Regions from separate parts of the Canis lupus genome. Here region 2 is linked to region 1. Evidence: chromatin contacts called from public Hi-C data. All regions are on one chromosome and are shown on one strand. The core of a region is the stretch at or near the end of the contact, and the rest is flanking DNA. Distances in the headings are between cores, read along the strand shown.

Region 1 (4,013 bases), core at 261-2,760:
TTGACTAGTAATTTACAGCCTACTAAAAGATATAAAATGACCATGCCTTTACAAATATGGAACATATGTCTAACTTGATGATTTGAAGCAGTTGGCAAGGTATTATTAACTGCAAGAAGTCATCATCTCACATGTTTTTGCTACAAGATGAACTAGAAAAGTGTGAACATTTTCTTAATGGTACTACTTAATACAGATACATAGGTTTCGCTGCGAATTTCTACTTGAAAACGTAATCAATTACAAACTACTGGGCTCTCGACCAATTACCACACTGGTGAAATGGGTTGGTTTTATTTTCACAACGTTCTCTTGGTGCAAGAAATGGGAGCATCCTACCCTTGGCTTATGGGTAAGCCTTTCCCCCCTGCTTTCAGAAAATATACAGTAAATACCGGTTTTGAAACCCTGGCCCCAAAGAGACTCAATTCAGCCTAAGTGAAGATCCCCGGGTAATCCCAAACAAGGAATGACCCCGCCTGGAAGTCAGGGTGTACACGGCGACCAGCTAGGCTTCAACTTTGGGCTCTTAGGGCCCAGCAAGCATCATGGCTGATGCAGACCGATGCGCAGGAGGAGGAGGAGGAGGTGGACGAGGAAGAGGCTGGTTTGTTTACTTGCAGCCTGAGCCGCCGCCGCGCCAGCAGCGACAGCATCACTGGATCCGCCAAACCCAGCATCTTCCGCACATTTCTATTCTTAGCACACAACTCCCAAGCGGATTAAAACCCCACTACTATTAAAAACACAGACGAGCACGTTACCCACCTCCCACACACACACACACACACACACACACACCGCCCCCCCCCCCCCCCAGGGCCGTCTTTTCCTGCGCGCCGGCAGCAGGGGAGGGTGGGGAGGAAGGAGACCCCGGGGGACGCCGGAGCATCCTCGCCTGCACCCCACCCCGCGCGCGCAGACAGCCCCCGCGCCGGGCCGCGCGGCAGACGGCCCCCTCCCCCCAACCCAAACACGCCGGCACCGGCCGTCCCCGCGTTATATAAGCCCGCCGCCGCCCCCGCCGCCGCCGCCGCCCCCGCCCCGCCCCCGCCCGGCCGGGGCCCCCTCCCCACGCCGCGCCGCCCGGGCCGGCGGGGAGCGGGCGCTGCGCAGCGGCTGGAGGCGCCAGGGCCGGGGCAGCGCAGACGCGGCCGGTACCGCTAGGCCGGGAACACCCTCCCCGGCCCCCCGCGCGCCGCCGCCCCCCAGCTTCCCCCGGAAAGTGAGGGGGTGCCGGTGTCAGCGGCGCCGGGCATCCCCCGGCCTCCCCACCCACACCCACACCCGAGCCTCCGGTGACCCAGCCCCCGCCCACGCCCCCGGCGCGGTGACAACCCAGACGCCCCCGCCTCCCCCCACACCACCCCCCCGCCCTAGGGAGGCCCGGGGCCGGGGGCCCGGAGGGAGAGGAGGCCCGGCGGGGAGGGGGCGAGCGGGGGGCGGTGGCTGTTACCTGCAAAGGCGGCGGCGGCGGCGGCGGCGGCGGCGGCGGCGGCGGCGGCGGCGGCGGCGGCGGCGGCGGCCCCGCAGCTGCTCGGGCGGCGGCGGAGGATGGAGCCGGGGGGGCGGGGGGAGGAGAGGGGGCGACTCGGGGGTCCCCCCTCCCTCCTCCTCCCCTCCTGTCCTCCCCCCACCCCGCAGAGCCTCTGGCCCCCCTGGAGCCCGGTGCGGCCGGCGGGAGGGCAGGCGAAGGCTGCAGGGGAGGGAGGAGGGAGCCGGCCGGGCCGGGCCGCGGAGCTGGAGCGGGAGGCGGCGGCGGCGGCGGCGGCGGCGGGAGGGGAGGGCGGAGGGAGGGAGGGAGGGCGGGCGGCGGCGGGGGGAGGAGGAGGCGGAGACTCTACATGGGAATCGGATATCGGCTACAAATTCAATTCATCACCAGAAAACACCGCTCGGGCGGGGGTCGGGTCACGCCGGCGAGGCGGCGGCGGGCGGAGGCTGCGGGGCCCGGGGCGCGCCCGGCGCGGGTCGGGGGCCCGCGGCCTCCTCTGGGGGGGAGGGGGCCGCGCCTCGCCCGGGGGACCCCGCCGCCGCCGCCGCCGCCTCCCCGCCCCCTCCTTCCTCCCTCCCGGGCCCCGCCGCCGATCGCTGCTCGTCGCCGCCGCCGCCGCCGCCGCCGCCGCCGCCGCCGCCGCCGCGGGGCTTGTTGTTGACTTTGAGGAAAACTCCTGACGTCAGGGGCTGGCTCTCGGCGACTGGCGGGAGCGGCTTCCCCGCGTCCCCGGCCCTGCCGCCGCCTCGGCTCCCCTCCCTGCCGCGCCCTCGTCCGCAGGCTTCCCCGCGCCCCCCAACCCGCGGCGCCCCGCGCCCCCTCTCCTCTCGCGAGAACATCCCCCCCAGCCCGCCGGAGCCGGCAGCGGGGGCAGGCGCTCCCGGGCGGGAAGTTCTGGCGGTGCCCGCGCCCTCGTGGCCCGCGGCGGCCCCCCGAGGCCCGGCGGCGCCCCCGGGGAGGTGGGCGGGCCGCGCCCCCCGGGCCCCCGCGCCCCCCGCGCCCCCGCGACCCCGCGCCCCCCGGGCTCGGCCCCGAGCGCGGAGCCTCCTCGGCTGTCGGCGGAGACCTGGCCGCGCGGCCCGAGCACGCCTCTCCGGGGAGCCGCGGCCGCGCGGGACCGGCGGGACTCTTCGCACGACACCCTTCTTAGGGAGAGTAGTTTGCGTGGACTTGGGGGAAGCCATGATGTGCTGCATTCACTACGAAGGAGATAGCCATCTCTTTCCTTTGAAGTTCACGGCTCCCGAGACTGTGCAGTGGAGACACGGCTTGTGCAAAAGGCCATGCTCTCCTGTCCATCGCGGTCCGTAAAGTTATGAAAGAAGTTGTTGGGTTTGTTTTGGGGGTTTTTCTGTTTTGTTTTGTTTTTTGATGTTGTTGTTGTTGACACCGTGTTGTGTCGCTTCTGGAACTTTGCAAAGACCTGTATTGTCTCACCACGTGGCTGTCGCTGTTGGGGTACCTGCTATTGCTCCCAACGCCAGGTTCCTGGTGGTGCCCCTGGCTCCCTTCCGCAGAATTCCTCCCGCACGAGCGCGCTCCCCCGCTTCCCCGCGGCCTGCCTACCTGTGACAGCGGCCGAGCTCTCCTCCTGTGGGTGCACCACAGCATGAAACCTAAGAGGAAAAAGGGGGAGGAACGGGGGCTAAGTCCATTTTCCCCACTGGTCGGGGACGATGCCACAACAAAATCTGCCTTCTTTAAGATACACAAGTCTCCCTGGTGGAAAAGTCCTCAATTGCTGCTTTTCCTCTTTCCCCATAGTTCCCAACACATCAAGAACTGATTAGTGAACATAGACTTGTTTCCTGATACACTGTATCGGTGTATAACGTACACAGTTTATTCCCATAATCATCAGACCTCTAACAGTCCCTATTGGCAAAGCCATTCGGTTACAGATTTCTTGCTGTAAAACACAGTAATGGGTCACATTTTTATTCGATAATAATCCACTCCACTTATCTTTAAGAAAAGAGCGCCTATGACACCAGAGCTTAAAAGTGTCTCCAAAGCTCTTGTAAAATATTCGACTCCGATAGGTGTGGTGTTCTGAATTACTAGAATCTCTTATTAATTTTAATTTTCATTTGTTTCCAATTTGAACATCAACATCTTTGGGAGAACCAAATCTGTCCTATAAGCCATACTGCCCCAAAATATTTCTCCTGGTCTCACCATATTATATTATATATCTTTGCTGATTAAATCCTAAAATTAAGTATTATATAAACTACAGTGGATTATATACTCCGAGCTTCATGTATTTGAAAAATGATAAACTTTCTACTTTGCTGTTCTATAGTAGTTTCATAAATCTCTATAATAAAAGCATGGCAGCTTTTATTACAGAATTATTATTATTTATTATGGAACTACTATTTATTTAAATAGCATTATTCTTTCCCTTAGACCATGCTATCATGAATTTGGCAGAATCTGACCATTATGGCATAATGGTACTCCATTCGGAGCATATGCTAGATTTCTCCTCTTCATTGTCAACGCATCACAGTCA
Region 2 (4,183 bases), core at 895-3,394, 180 kb after region 1:
TGTCTGTTCATCCAGAGATCTGTTATTTTCCTTATTTTGAACTTTTCTTAGGTGAGGAACAGCTCTGAGAATGCAAACATTTTATTCCTTTTTCCTTCCTCAACTTGTTGGCAAAGCATGTGCTCCTTTTCACATTTTTTTTTTTTTAATAGTATGTTGCATCCATCAAGAAAATTTACAAATTTCCCTAACTGGAAACAGAGCAAACTGAAATTGGGCCTTCTACCAATAGACTAAAAGATCTAGAATTCACCAAAAGCATACATACAACGGTATGTTTCATGAACTAAGGAACTAATTATCACAGGATGGCCTTGATCTCAGTGATCCATCCCGAGGGCATGTGAAAAAGCCCAGGAAAGAGAACATCGGATTGTTTCTAACAGGACAGCCCAACTGTATTTCAGCTCCAGGAATGTTACGTGCTCCTGTTTGGACTTCATTAGTAATTCAACATGTCTGATTTGCCCACACAATGCTCTCAACTTAGTTTACCCATTTGACCTGGAACAAAGTGAAAGCACATTTTGCTCAGTTGAAAGGTCTCCTGGCAAGTTGGTTAGCAACAGGCTTGCCAGTCCCGGTTCAGTTAGCAAAGAATAAACACATTTCATGTGACAATTACTAGTGCACTGACTTCCTTACTGTGCAATTTGCTATTGTACATTCTTGAACCTTTTTTTTTTTTTTTTTTTTTTTTTACTTGCTGCTCCACTTTGTCATCCCCGCCTCAACAAGATTTGCAATTTCTTGCGAAGTCTCTACATTTCTCCGTTGCCGTGATGGACCCACTTTCATAGCCAAGAGGCAGGATCAGATAAAAGTTCCTCTGGAGGGAGGGGACAGCGGCACCGCAGTCTGTCTCACATCTTCCCTCGGTGGCTGAACGCTGTGGCTTGATACGTACCAATTAAGGAATCCGGCTACGGCTTCCACAACTACCAATTTTACCGGAGTTCTCTAGAATTTGGTCGCTTGGGAGTGTGTGCTGGTGAGAGGGCGAGTGCCCCGGGGCCGCGGGGGCCGCAGGCGTGTCTCCCGGAGCCAGACCTCGTCCGGGGAGCGACGCCCCGACTGGCCTCCCGGAGCCCGCGGCCGCGGCGCCCCGACCTGCACCGGGGGGCGGGGGGGCGGGGGGGCGGGACGGAGCGCGGGCGCCGCTCGGTTCCGCTCCCCGCGCTCGGGCGGGCCACGACTGCGCCGCGTCCCCCGCGTCCCCGCGCGCCCTGCCTCCCGAGGATACCTGCGCAACTCGGCGCACGCCGGCCCCAGCGCTTTTAAAAGTGTGTTTCTGGTGGTCACGGTGCGCCCCGAGAAGGTCGCGCCGCACCCCCCCGGGGCGCGCGAGGCCCCGGAGCCCGGAGACAGGCCCCTCCCAGCGCAGCTGTCGCTGCCGCCTGCGGGCTCCTTTCACTTTCTCACGGCCAAGTCACCCAGAGGGGCGCCGCTGCCGCCGCCGCCGCTGCGCCCGAGGACTCCGCCCCGCGCCGCCTCGCTACCGGCCCCCCGCCCGCCCGGGCCCCGCCCACCGCAACAGCTCCTGCCCGCGATTGGCTCGCGCGAGCGGCAGCTCCGGCCCGCCTCGCCCATTGGCTGCGCCCTCCTGTCAGTCCGACGGTCGCCCGCCACTCCCCCCGCCCTCCCGCGAGGCCGCCCTCCCATTGGAGGAGGCCGCGCGCTGGGGGCGGGCGGGGAGCGCCGGCCCAGCCGCTTACGGTCAATCGCAGGGGCCCAACGCCGGGAGGGAGGGAGGCAGGGGGAGGAGAGGGGCGGGCCGAGGCCGGGCGGGGGGGAACATCTGGCCGGCGCCGCCGCGTGCGTGCGTGGTGCGTCCTCCCGCCCCCTCCCCTCCCCCTCCCCCGCCCGCCCCCCCTCCCCGCCCCCCCTCCCGGCCGGCGGCTCCGCACTCGCTCCCTCGCTCGCTCCCTCGCTGTGTCTGGCAGGCTGCGGCCGCCGCTGGGCTGCTGCCATGGGGAGCCGTTGAGAGTGGGGCCCTCTTCGCTCCGCCGCGCTCCTCCGGCTGCCAGCGGGGGTGGGTGGGAGGGAGGGAGGGGGCAGGGGGAGCGGGCGACGGAGCCGGGATTGGGGGGCGGGGGGGCCGGGAGGGAGGGGGGCCAGAGGAGGAGGAAGCCCACCAAGTCCGGCGGCGGCGGCGGCGGCGGCGGCCGGGAGGAAGAGGAGGAGGAGGCGGAGGACGCGGCGGCGGCGGCGGCGGCGGCGGCGGCGGCGGCGGGGACGCGGTGACTTAGGGCCGCTCCGTGTGAGTGCCGGCGCCCGCCCCGGCCCCTGACCCGGCGCCCCCTCCGCGCCCGGCCCCCCTGGCGGGCGGGGGGCGCCAGCTGTGCGGCCCGGGCCGGGCCGGGGCGGGCGGAGGGCGGGCCGGGCCGGGCCGGGGGCGCCCCCGCGAGTGGAGTTTAGTTTGTGTGCTCGGAGCGGTTGGGGCGGCGGGGGGCGGCGCAGCTGCGGGAGGCCGGGCGCGGGGACGGGGCCGCCGCAGCTGCGGGGTCGGGCGGGGTGCGGGCTCGCCGGCTCCGCGCCGCGCCCCCCGCCCCCCTCCCCGCGGCCGGTGCAGCTGCGGCGCGGGGCGGGCTCCCGGCCCGTGCAGCTGCGGCGGCGCCTCCCGGGTGCGGAGGGCGGCGGGCTGGGGGAGGGGGGCTTGGGAGCCGCCGCAGCTGCAGCGGCGCCCGGGACGGCCGCGGCTCCGGGGACCGGTGCAGCTGCAGTGGCGCCCGGGGGGGAGGGGGCCGGCGGGGGAGGGGCCCCTCCCGGGCTGGTGCAGTTGCCGGGAGGCCCCGGGGGCTCGCGCGCCGCGGCGTCGGGGAAGCGGTAGCAGCCACCCTCCTCCCGCGGGCTGCTTCTTACGACTTTTCTTTTGTTGTTGCCGTGACCCGGGTCTGTTTTCTCGTCTGCTGTGGAAGGTGTTTTCCTGCTGCACCGGCTCTCCGCCCTCCACCTCCTTCCCTGTGGTTTAACCTTCCTCTTTCCCCGTGTGTTTTATGCACGGCGAACTACGTGGAGATTTGCATTTCTTACCCACCCCACCCCCGGCCCCACTCCGCACCCTCGCCCCCACCCCTCGGGAGAAACAGAAGCCCAGCCTCACAGTCCGTCCCTGGACCCCGCGGTAGCAGGACTGCGAAGGGGTTGATTTGTGGGGTGGGAGTCGCTGGCCCATTGCGGTGCTTGGGACTCATTAAACTGTCACTCACCCCCCACCCCACCGGGTAAATGGGGTGATTAATGTCTGATACGTTGGAATGGGGCGAGGGCATTTGTGGAGAATAGGTTGTGTGGCTGGGAAGGAATGTGGCTCCCGAAGAGTGCCTCCCGCAATAGGCGTTCGTCATCCTGTCATTCACCGCGAAGTTAGAGAAAGTTCGGTCTGTGACTTTGGCAGAGCGAGGGAGACTGGACGGAGACGCCGGTGTTTGTTACTGGTTAACTGTGCCGCGGTGTTCGGGTGAGGACCGGGCGGTGACCAGCAGGGCTGCGACGCTCGCGCCTCGGGCCTGCGCTGCGCCTCGCCCTCCCGAGCCCGTGGGGATGGCTTTGACATTCACAGATGTCGCAGCACCTTGCAGGGCACGGGGCAGCCCAGCCCGGGTTACGTTATGATTTCATCAGCCATTAGAAAAAGACCCACAAAGTCGAGCTGAAAAGTTCCCAAACTTACTAGACTTGCCCCCCCCCCTTCTTACTGAAAGCTGAAAGGTTTTCTTGTGATCACGAAACATCACAGAGTGACCCAAAAAAAGATTGTTATGGGACACAGATCAAGGGGAAGACAAAGTTCTGCTTTTTTTTTTTTTTTAATTTTTTTTTTCTCCCCTGAGCGGAGAGTCAGATCAGATATGCAGGTGCAGTGTTCATTTTAAGCGGCCGTAGCAGGTTGTATCAGTTTATTAATTTGTCTCATTGAACTGAAGTACTTTCCAGGATTTCAGAAAGTGCAGTTTCACCTTGTTGATAGTGAGAGTTGAAATTTGCATGTAGTGGCAATGTAGAAATTTTATTGAGTAGGTTGTAGGACACAAATAGTTAAAATTAAGAGGGAAATAATAAGGTGAACCCGGCTGTAGTAATAGTTCTGTATAGTCTCCCAGCATTGAGACATGTATGCCATTATCTTGGCAGGAAAAAAAAAAAAAATGAAAGTACCGTAATAATGTTGAAATGGGACTGG

The links. Hi-C and Micro-C count contacts between places; a contact is called where the count stands out from the background.
Region 2: a Hi-C map of blood shows a contact between it and region 1, with 2.2 times the contacts expected there. The contact joins the promoter of ZBTB18 here to the promoter of AKT3 in region 1. A contact is called at or near these places in 3 of 9 Hi-C or Micro-C datasets (amygdala and blood).

What each region holds. Positions count from the first base shown.
Region 1 is chr7:34,885,680-34,889,692 of UU_Cfam_GSD_1.0, forward strand. It overlaps AKT3 (RAC-gamma serine/threonine-protein kinase), which reads right to left and starts at 1,511. Exons shown (of 13, transcript XM_038542735.1): 1 at 1,457-1,511.
Region 2 is chr7:35,066,031-35,070,213 of UU_Cfam_GSD_1.0, forward strand. ZBTB18 (zinc finger and BTB domain-containing protein 18) reads left to right here and starts at 2,145. Exons shown (of 2, transcript XM_038542739.1): 1 at 2,145-2,260. It overlaps LOC111096696 (a long non-coding RNA gene), which reads left to right. Exons shown (of 4, transcript XR_005362219.1): 4 at 1-734.